Regions from separate parts of the Mus musculus genome. Here region 2 is linked to region 1. The links are chromatin contacts, called in public promoter capture Hi-C maps. All regions are on one chromosome and are shown on one strand. Each heading gives the region's core, a stretch centred on a gene start, on an enhancer-like site or on the middle of the called end of the contact. The rest is flanking DNA. Distances are from core to core; before and after follow the strand shown.

Region 1 (4,115 bases), core at 1,037-3,536:
ACAATTCCAGCTTTCAAAAGCAGAGGGAGTGAAAAAAGATGGGAGGTAGAGGAAAGGAGAGAAGGAAGGAAAGAAGAAAGAAGGGAAGGAGAAAGGGAAGGAAACATACATGGAAGGAATAACGGATGGGGGGAAAGAGGGAGGGAGGGATGGAGGGAAGGAGGGAGGGAGGGAGAGATTGAGGAATGAGTGAATTAAAGGAAGGAGAGACTGAAAAGGGAGAGGTGGATAGAAGAAGGGAGAGAGAGAAAGAGAGAGGGAGCAATGGAGAGGGAAAGAATGGGCAGTGGGATAGATGGAAGAATAGAAGGAAGAAGGGAGGGAAGAACAGAAAGGAGGGACAGATGGAAGGATAGATGGTCAGGGGAGGGTTCCCCAAGAAAAGCAAGAACCATGTGCCACTTCAACTTAGCCACTTTTATTGCACGATTAAATATATCTCGCTGCAGGTGCTCCCAAGGAACACAATACATGAGGACAGAAAGCATCTTGAGTAGGCAAGAGCCCAACGATGCGGCAAAGCAGTTCTCAGTGTACTGGCAACAGAAGACAACTTCCCTTTCTCTGTGCAGGAGGTCTTCACTGGGACCACTAGGAGGCTGGAACTTTTGATGAGTTCTCCGAAGCATAAGCAAGTGGTGTCTGGCAGTGTTGAGTGAACAAGATTCTAGCTATGTTGTAATGAGCTGTGCATGGAGCTTTCCTGGTTTCTCTCTGGCTTTTGACTCTTGTGTTGCAGGAATTGGTGAGCTGGAGCTGGCTCAGCGGTCAGCAGGCTTGCTGGCTGCAGGCTGTGGGGCTGCAGCCTCACGGGTGATGGGGCTGGCAGGTTTGATCTCAGAGGGCTGGCAGGGAGTCTCATCTGAGACCTCTGTCTTGACAGGTGTCGAGTCAGCGCAGTCAGGCTGACTGGAAGTTGGCTTTTTGCTATCACACTTATCGTTGTCAGAATCAGTGCATGGCTGGCGGGAGCAGACGGGACGGTAGGAGTAAGAAGCTAGGCAGGTCGGGCGGCGTAGTATGGAATAGCAGGAGCGGTAGCAGGCTGGGCGGTAAGTGATGGATGTCACATATGGCTGCCTGAAGGTGATGGGTCCAGAACAGATGGGGCGACAAATGGGGCGGCAAGAAACTGGACTACAAGGCGGCTTGCAGGAACTAGGTATATAGAAAGTCCGAGGGGGGCAAGCTGGTTGGCAGATGGCAGATGCCGAAGAGCCCGGACGGCAGCAAGCAGGTTGGCAGGAGGGAGATGGGCAGGAAATAGGCTCACAGCTGACAGAACGGCATCGTTTGACTATGTAGCAGGAAGGTTGGCATGGGGTAGGCACACACACCGATGGCAGGCAAGGACTAGGCTCAGGGCAGACAGGTTGGCAGATGCTGGAGACACAGCATGAGGAGTCTTGGCAGCTGCTAGAGACACATGGTGGCTCACAGGGGCCCTGGACACAGCAGACAGGACGGAGACAAACAGGCTCACATACCAGAGCCATACAGGCAGATGGCTGACAAGCACTGGCCTCTGAGCAAGGTGGCTCGCAGGGACTGGTTTCACAGCCGACTGGCTGGCAGCTACTGGCTGCAGAGCAGACAGATGGGCAGCAGCTAGGTGTCGGGCACACTGGCTGGCAGCAAGCAGGCTCACACACCACAGGCTCACAGATCATTGGTTGGCAGGAAGCAGGCACAGCGCAGACAGCTGAGCAGCAGCTGGGCTCACAGATCACTGGCTGGCAGCAGCAGGGTTTGCAGATCACTGGCTGGCAAGTGGCAGGCAAGCAGAGGACAGGCTGGCAGGATGAGGTCTCACAACACACGGGCTGGCAGCTGCTCACAGAACAAGAAGGCTGGCACATGGTGGCCTCACAGCACACAGGTTGGGCACAGGTGCTCACAGAGCAGGAAGGCTCACAAATGGTGGCCTCACAGCACACAGGTTGACAGCAACTGCCCATAGAGCAGGAAGGCTCACAAATGGTGGCCTCACAGCACACAGGTTGAGCACAGCTGCTCACAGAACAAGAGGGCTCACAAATGGTAGCCTCGCAGCACACAGGCTGGCAGCAACTGCTCACGGAACACGAAGGCTGACAGCATTGTGAGCCACAGCCGGATGACCCACAGCTGTCCTCGCAAGTCACCAGCTGCCACGTCTGGCTCCGGCAGGAGCTGGGTAGGCAGACGGGCCCTCCACAGCTCACCTCAGTAGAGCAGAGAGAGATGGCAGGTAGGGAGGGGCATTTCCTAGAACAACAGCAGCCAGACATGGTGGAGATAGCTCTCTGTCTTGGAGTGAGTGCTGCCTGAGTGTGGTATCTCCCTTTTATACTCCCTCACTGGCGCATGCTGTTTGGCGGGCCCCCTGCATCTTTTCCTCATTGTTGTTTGGGCCCTGTTTCTGGAGGAACATCTTATTATGCCAACATGTGTTGATCTAGAAGTTGTTTGTCTGCCCATAAAGAAGATGTTTATTTACTGACTTGCATGCTAAATATGGAATCCTCAAAGCTACAGGTAGTCCCGGGATGAGCATCCATCATCACCTTCACCATGGATGCTCTCCGCCCAAGCATCCTGAAGAAGGAAAGAACAAAGGAGCCTATAATTTAGCTGCCATCCACCCTTCCACCTCTTCTCCTGGCCTAGGCGCAGATGTCTACATGAGTATGACTGCCTACTGTGCTGCGGGCAAACAAGTCAAGAGCAGACCTGACTGCACTGTCATGAGAAGCTCCACAGAGACACACAGTAAGGAGCTCAGTTGTGGATGAGATTTCCAAACTGTAACTGTCAGTGGCCACAGCCCACAACCGTCCTGTGTGGGTCAGATTATTCTCCCCAGTCACAGATGGAGCACTGAGTGTAGAGGATAAGAAAGGTTAGGTCGCTTGCTGGAGGTTGCTCCCACCCTCTCTACCAGTAGGTTTTTGGCAAACTGAACCTCCTTTAAGAAAAGAACATATTGCATTTATTTACTGTGTATAAGTATATGAGTGCAGGTACATGTATGTGCCATGCACATCTGTGAAAGGAATAGGACAATTCAGGAGTCAGTTCTTTGCCATGTGGATCCTGGGGAGTGAACTCAGGTCATCAGGCTCAGTGACACGTACTTTGTCCTGTAGACATCATCAATGTCTTGTGTAATAGGCCCAGGGATGCCACCCTCCATCCTGTTCTATTGGCTGCACCACTCAAGAATATTTGTTCCATCTGTCCCTAGGAAGTGCTTGACACAGTTTCTCCACTTTGCCATCTTTTCCTTCCGTGTCTATCCCAAGCATTCAGTGAGTCTTCAGAGACTCCTTGTCACCAAGGCTGGCACGACACTTGTACCCATTTCCAATGTGGGGCAGGCAATAGGGGATGACCATGCTGAAGAGCCTGGCTGTTTCACCTTCCACACAGGACAGACCCATTTTGAGAGATTTTTGAGAGCACTTAGAAGGTAAACACCAGGATGTAAGTAAGTTGGCTTACTTACTTAAGTAAGATGGCTTAATGAGTCAAGGTGACCACCACCAAGCCTGACAACCTGAGTTCAATCCTGGGACTCAAGTGACAGAAGAAGAGAACCAACTCCTGCAAATTGTCCTCTGGCACCCATACATAGGCCATGCCCCCCCCACACACACACACACAAAATAAAGAAGTGTAAAATATTAATTTTTAAAATTTTTTTTAATTATTTTACTCATCTACATTCCAAATGGTATCCCCCTTTCTGGTCTCCCTCCATGATCCTCCCACCCCACGGCCCTCCCCTTCGCTTCTAAGAAGGTGCTCCCCCACTCACTCACACCTCACCCCTCTAGCATCTGCATTTTTGTCTCTTCAGTACTTTTCTAGGATATATTTTTCTTCTGTGCAAACTCCTCTTCTGGCTTTGGAACATCTGTTCCTTTACAGTGAGGATCATCTCGATGTGTTCTGGGGAGCTCTGTAAATTTTTCGGGAAATCTCAGGTGCTTTGTTGCTGGGTGTGTTCAGTGACTAGAGAATCTATATCTAAACCCTTAAGTGTGGCATTACTCTCTGCATTTTTAAGCATGCGCAGCAAAAATTCAACACTATTTTTGGCTACTGACGCTGTGTCCAGCCCCACTGTTTGG
Region 2 (4,115 bases), core at 750-3,249, 270 kb after region 1:
ATGAAGACTCTAAAGAAAAAGGGCAGCCCTATGGGATGACTAAACTCAACAAGCCCTCTCGCCCACGCCCTCCACTGCAGGTAACCCCAGGGCTCTGCCACCCACTCCTCATCTTCTTTGACCTGCTGACCCTGACTCCTCACCTCCTCGTGGTTCTTCTTCAGGTAGGCCAGCTCCTCCTTGAGATTCTCAATCTGCATCTCCAGGTCGGCTCTGGCCAGGGTCAGCTCATCCAGCACCCGGCGCAGGCCATTGATGTCGGCCTCCACGCTCATGCGCAGAGCCTGCTCTGTCTCAAACCTGCAATGAAAAACCAGAGACCTCAGGCCAGGATGCTCTAACAACATAGGTCTCTGTCCTGGTGTCATCTCTGCCTTCCCTTTGCCAAAGCCAGAACAACTGAGAGAGGATCAGAGGGTGGGATGGAAGCAAGTTGCAACCCTAACCCCAGGGACAACCACAAGACAAGACCCCATGCCCACTGGCTTCCTGACTCCTCCTCTGCTTCCCCCTCCCCCAGCTACCTTCAGAAGAGGCTGTCTTTGCTCATCCAACTAACGGCTCAGCTCATAACTCCCAGGCCCTCTCCCCTGTCCTCTGAGAAGTCATAGGGTAAGGGAAGCTGCCCCAGAATCCCCCTCAGCTTGTAACCCTCTGGGACTCACTTGGTACGGAAGTCATCGGCTGCCAGACGAGCATTGTCAATCTGGAGCAGGATGCTGGCATTGTCCACGGTGGCCACAAGGATCTGGAGAGATGACAAAGCAATAGGTCATTGAGTTTAGCATGGGTCAACCCAGGTCCACGTTCTGAGCCAGGCTTCCTGGCTGGAGGCTGGGATTCACTGCTTTCAGAGAAAACCCCTTTTCCTGCCAGCCACTCCCTACGCAGTGTTGCCCTTGTTGGCAGAGATGGACTGATGGGAGGGAGTCCAATGAGATGAAGCTTAGTGCTGTCTGCTCATGCCGACCCTCCTGGTGCCAGTCTCAGCCTGAGGGCTGAAGAGGCCTCAAGCTGGAAGGTGGAAGGAGTTAGATAATGTTGGAATATCCTTAGGGACAAAAGGAAATGCCAAGGAAGCCAGAAAAGAAAAGTCCCCAGAGCCTTCCCACAGGAGTCCACTGCCCTACCCCTCTCCTGCTTCCTCTCTTAGCATTGCTGTGGGGCACACTCTCAGAACCCAACCCCCAAGCCCCTTCTTCCTGGGACACTCACAAATCTAGCTCCACTCTACGGAACCAGCCCTCCACCTAGATCATGATTCCACCTCCTAGACCATGATGTCTCACAGTCTAGGCATCAATGACACGAAGACTGCTCCAGGAGGAAACAGACACTCAAAGGAGCCTCACAATGCCAGCTTGTTCCTGGCCCAGCCAGTTGCCCCTTCAAAGGGAAATGGGTCAAACTAGAACCTAGAGACCCTGTGGCAGCCCCAGTTGACTCCAGGCCTTGATGAGGGCAGGAGGTGGGTGGTTTATGCCCCTCCCGCCAGCAATCCTACCTTGTTCTTCAGATCCTCAATGGTATGGTAATAAGCGCTGTAGTCTCTGGCTGGCCCCGGGGCCTGCTTCTGGTACCAATCTCGGATCTTCACCTCCAGCTCAGTGTTGGCCTCTTCCAGGGCACGCACCTTGTCCAGGTAGGAGGCCAGGCGGTCATTGAGGTTCTGCATGGTGGCCTTCTCCCCTCCAGCCAGCAGCCCATCGACACCCCCAAAGTTGCCTCCATAACCACTGCCAGTGCCAAAGCTGTAGCAGCTGGAATAACTGTTGCTCCCAAGAGCACTACCCAGGCCACTAGCTGACCCCAGCCTGCAGGAGCCTGCACCCAGGCTGCCAGACAGTCGGCAGGAGGTCCGAGATGAACCTCCACCCAGGCCAGAGGAGCCCTTGATAGAGCTGGAGGAGGTAAACTGGCGGATGGTGGTGGTCATGGTGGCAGCGGGCAACGGATGTGGAGCTGGAGGGCTTGGGAGGAAGAGAGGCGCCAAGATGCGTGCTGCGCTGGGGCTCGCCTGCTTCCTTTATAGGGCAGCCAGTGGGCGTAGCGATTACAACAGGCTCTCCGCTGTTTCCATTCCCCTGGGCTTTCATCACCCCTGGACACCCGCCAGCTCCCAGGTGGCTATGGGCCCCCTCCCCTCCCACCTCTGGGCTCTGCTTCATTTCACCAAACCCTGTCCTGGGTATCATGGTCGTGTGTGTGTGTGTGTGTGTGTGTGTGTGTGTGTGTGTGTGTGTGCATGTGCGTGTGTCGGTCTGTCTGTCTCTGGTCTCAAGCCTGTCACCTGTGATTCAGGCAGGCCCTCCAGCTACGCTTTCCCATGACCTAATACGGACAAGAAGAGCTGGCGACATCACCTCTACCCAGCCCTCCCAGGCAGCTGCCACCCCAGTTTGATGGGAAATGAGGTAGGGAGTTAGGCACCCCACACACCTGAGGTGTCTTTCCTTCCCATCGTGCCACTACCCGCGTGTGAAAAGCCTGGATCTGGGGATTGGGGAAATCAGAAAGACCAAGTACACATCCTGACTTGAGAACTAGGTCTATACCCGCCAGGCCCACCACACAACACAGAAACTACCTCAAGCCTCCAATTGCCAACCTGGGCAGGAAATCAGAGCTTAGCAAAGAATGTGATGTCCAAACAGGCCCAGTTCACTCAAGCCGTGGGCTGGCATAGCACATCCTTTTGCTCGTCACTAGCTGCATCACCCCTGACCCAGGAATCACCCCTCTGAGCAGTCCCAACACCCAGGGATAAGGCCCATTCTTGCCAGTTTTCTGAAACTGTCCCCATCCCTGAGTCCCTTAGGAAGCCCAGACTTCCCTTTTAGATTTTTCTCTACTTCCTTCCTACAGTACAGCTTCCAGGACCAGGTGGGCAGACACGAGCTCAGCTAAAGTTCCAGGGAAAACAGAGCTATGCATAGGAGACTCCCTTATGAAAGGGAGTCTGTAGGGACCATGAATGAGTTGTTTCCTTTCACGTTCCTTACCCTTTTCTGTATCCTGATAGACCTAAGAGGATAGAACAGCTCAGGTCCCAACCAGAGGGAAGCAAAAAAAGATATCGCTTAACACTCTTACCCCACCCCATTCATGCCAGGTTCCCCAAGACAAAGACCACAGCATGATTCCCCAGGGTGGGCCACAGGCCCCACCCCCTAGCTCCACCTAGCCCCACCCACTATCCTAAGCCCAGCCCTCAGTCCCAGGGTCCTGGGAGGCCTGCTGGGCGGAATGAGGTCTTGTTTCAGACTGCCAATGGGTTCCTCCTCCCAGACAGGTCTAGACAGCCCCCATCGGCAGCTGGGAGAGGTTTCCCCAATAGCCCAGGCGCTGCCAAGCCACCAAAGCAAACAGGATGCCCCCCACACTCACAAACACCGCTGCCGCCGCCCCACCCCACACACACACACCCCCAGGGAGCCAGGTAGAGCCGGTCTAGCTTCTTGGGCTGAGACTACCAGGCTGCCACCCCCTCATCCATCAAGGTCCTCGACCACTCCAAGAAAGTTAGTTGCCTTTCCCAGTCAGACCCCTGTCCCTTTGTTTTAATACAGGTGTTCTCTAACAGGTGTGGTACCCAGAAAGCCTGCAGGCCCTCCCAGGGACCAGCAAGCAGGAGCCAGCCCCAGAGGCAGATTCTTAGAAAACAGGATGCTCCCCACCTCCACCCTCAATCCTTCCATCTCCTCCCCGTCTTAACTTCCAAAACAACCCAAGCCTGCATGGAGTGGGCAGAACAAGCAGGCAGGTGACAAGCGATACCAGACGCTTAGGTGAACCCTCCCCAGCTGCTGAGCCCACGCTGCCTGAGCCAATGACAGGACAAATGATGAATTCAAGGATCAGACTTCTTCAAAGCTTTATTAGCAATTTCTGGGGTCAACCCAAGGGGCCTCTCTGTAAGGGGCAGCACAAAGCAAACACAGAAGGCAACAGCTAGCTCATAGGAGTTCAGGCTTGGCAGTAGATGCAGGGAGCTGCAGCCTAAGGTCCTGGGCCTGGGCTATCATACGCAGACAGGGGCCTCAGTGGGTGGAGCGGTGCACCTGCTCTCTGGAGGAGACCACCTTACCATCCTGGACTTCCTCCACAATGGTGCG

Evidence for each region. Promoter capture Hi-C pulls out the DNA fragments that hold promoters and counts their contacts.
Region 2: a promoter capture Hi-C map of embryonic stem cells shows a contact between it and region 1. The contact joins the promoter of Krt17 here to the promoter of Krtap16-1 in region 1. A contact is called at or near these places in 12 of 39 promoter capture datasets (the 3T3-L1 cell line, 3T3-L1-derived adipocytes, the HPC-7 cell line and 9 more) and 4 of 484 Hi-C or Micro-C datasets (the Patski cell line, cumulus cells, immediate neuronal precursor and 1 more).

What each region holds. Positions count from the first base shown.
Region 1 is chr11:99,984,307-99,988,421 of GRCm38.p6, forward strand. It overlaps Krtap16-1 (keratin associated protein 16-1), which reads right to left and starts at 2,287. Exons shown (of 1, transcript NM_001256057.1): 1 at 397-2,287. The coding sequence starts at 2,270. The coding sequence ends at 762.
Region 2 is chr11:100,259,030-100,263,144 of GRCm38.p6, forward strand. Krt17 (keratin 17) reads right to left here and starts at 2,000. Exons shown (of 8, transcript NM_010663.3): 1 at 1,505-2,000; 2 at 666-748; 3 at 144-300. The coding sequence starts at 1,936. Krt42 (keratin 42) reads right to left here. Exons shown (of 8, transcript NM_212483.3): 8 at 3,853-4,115. The coding sequence ends at 4,041.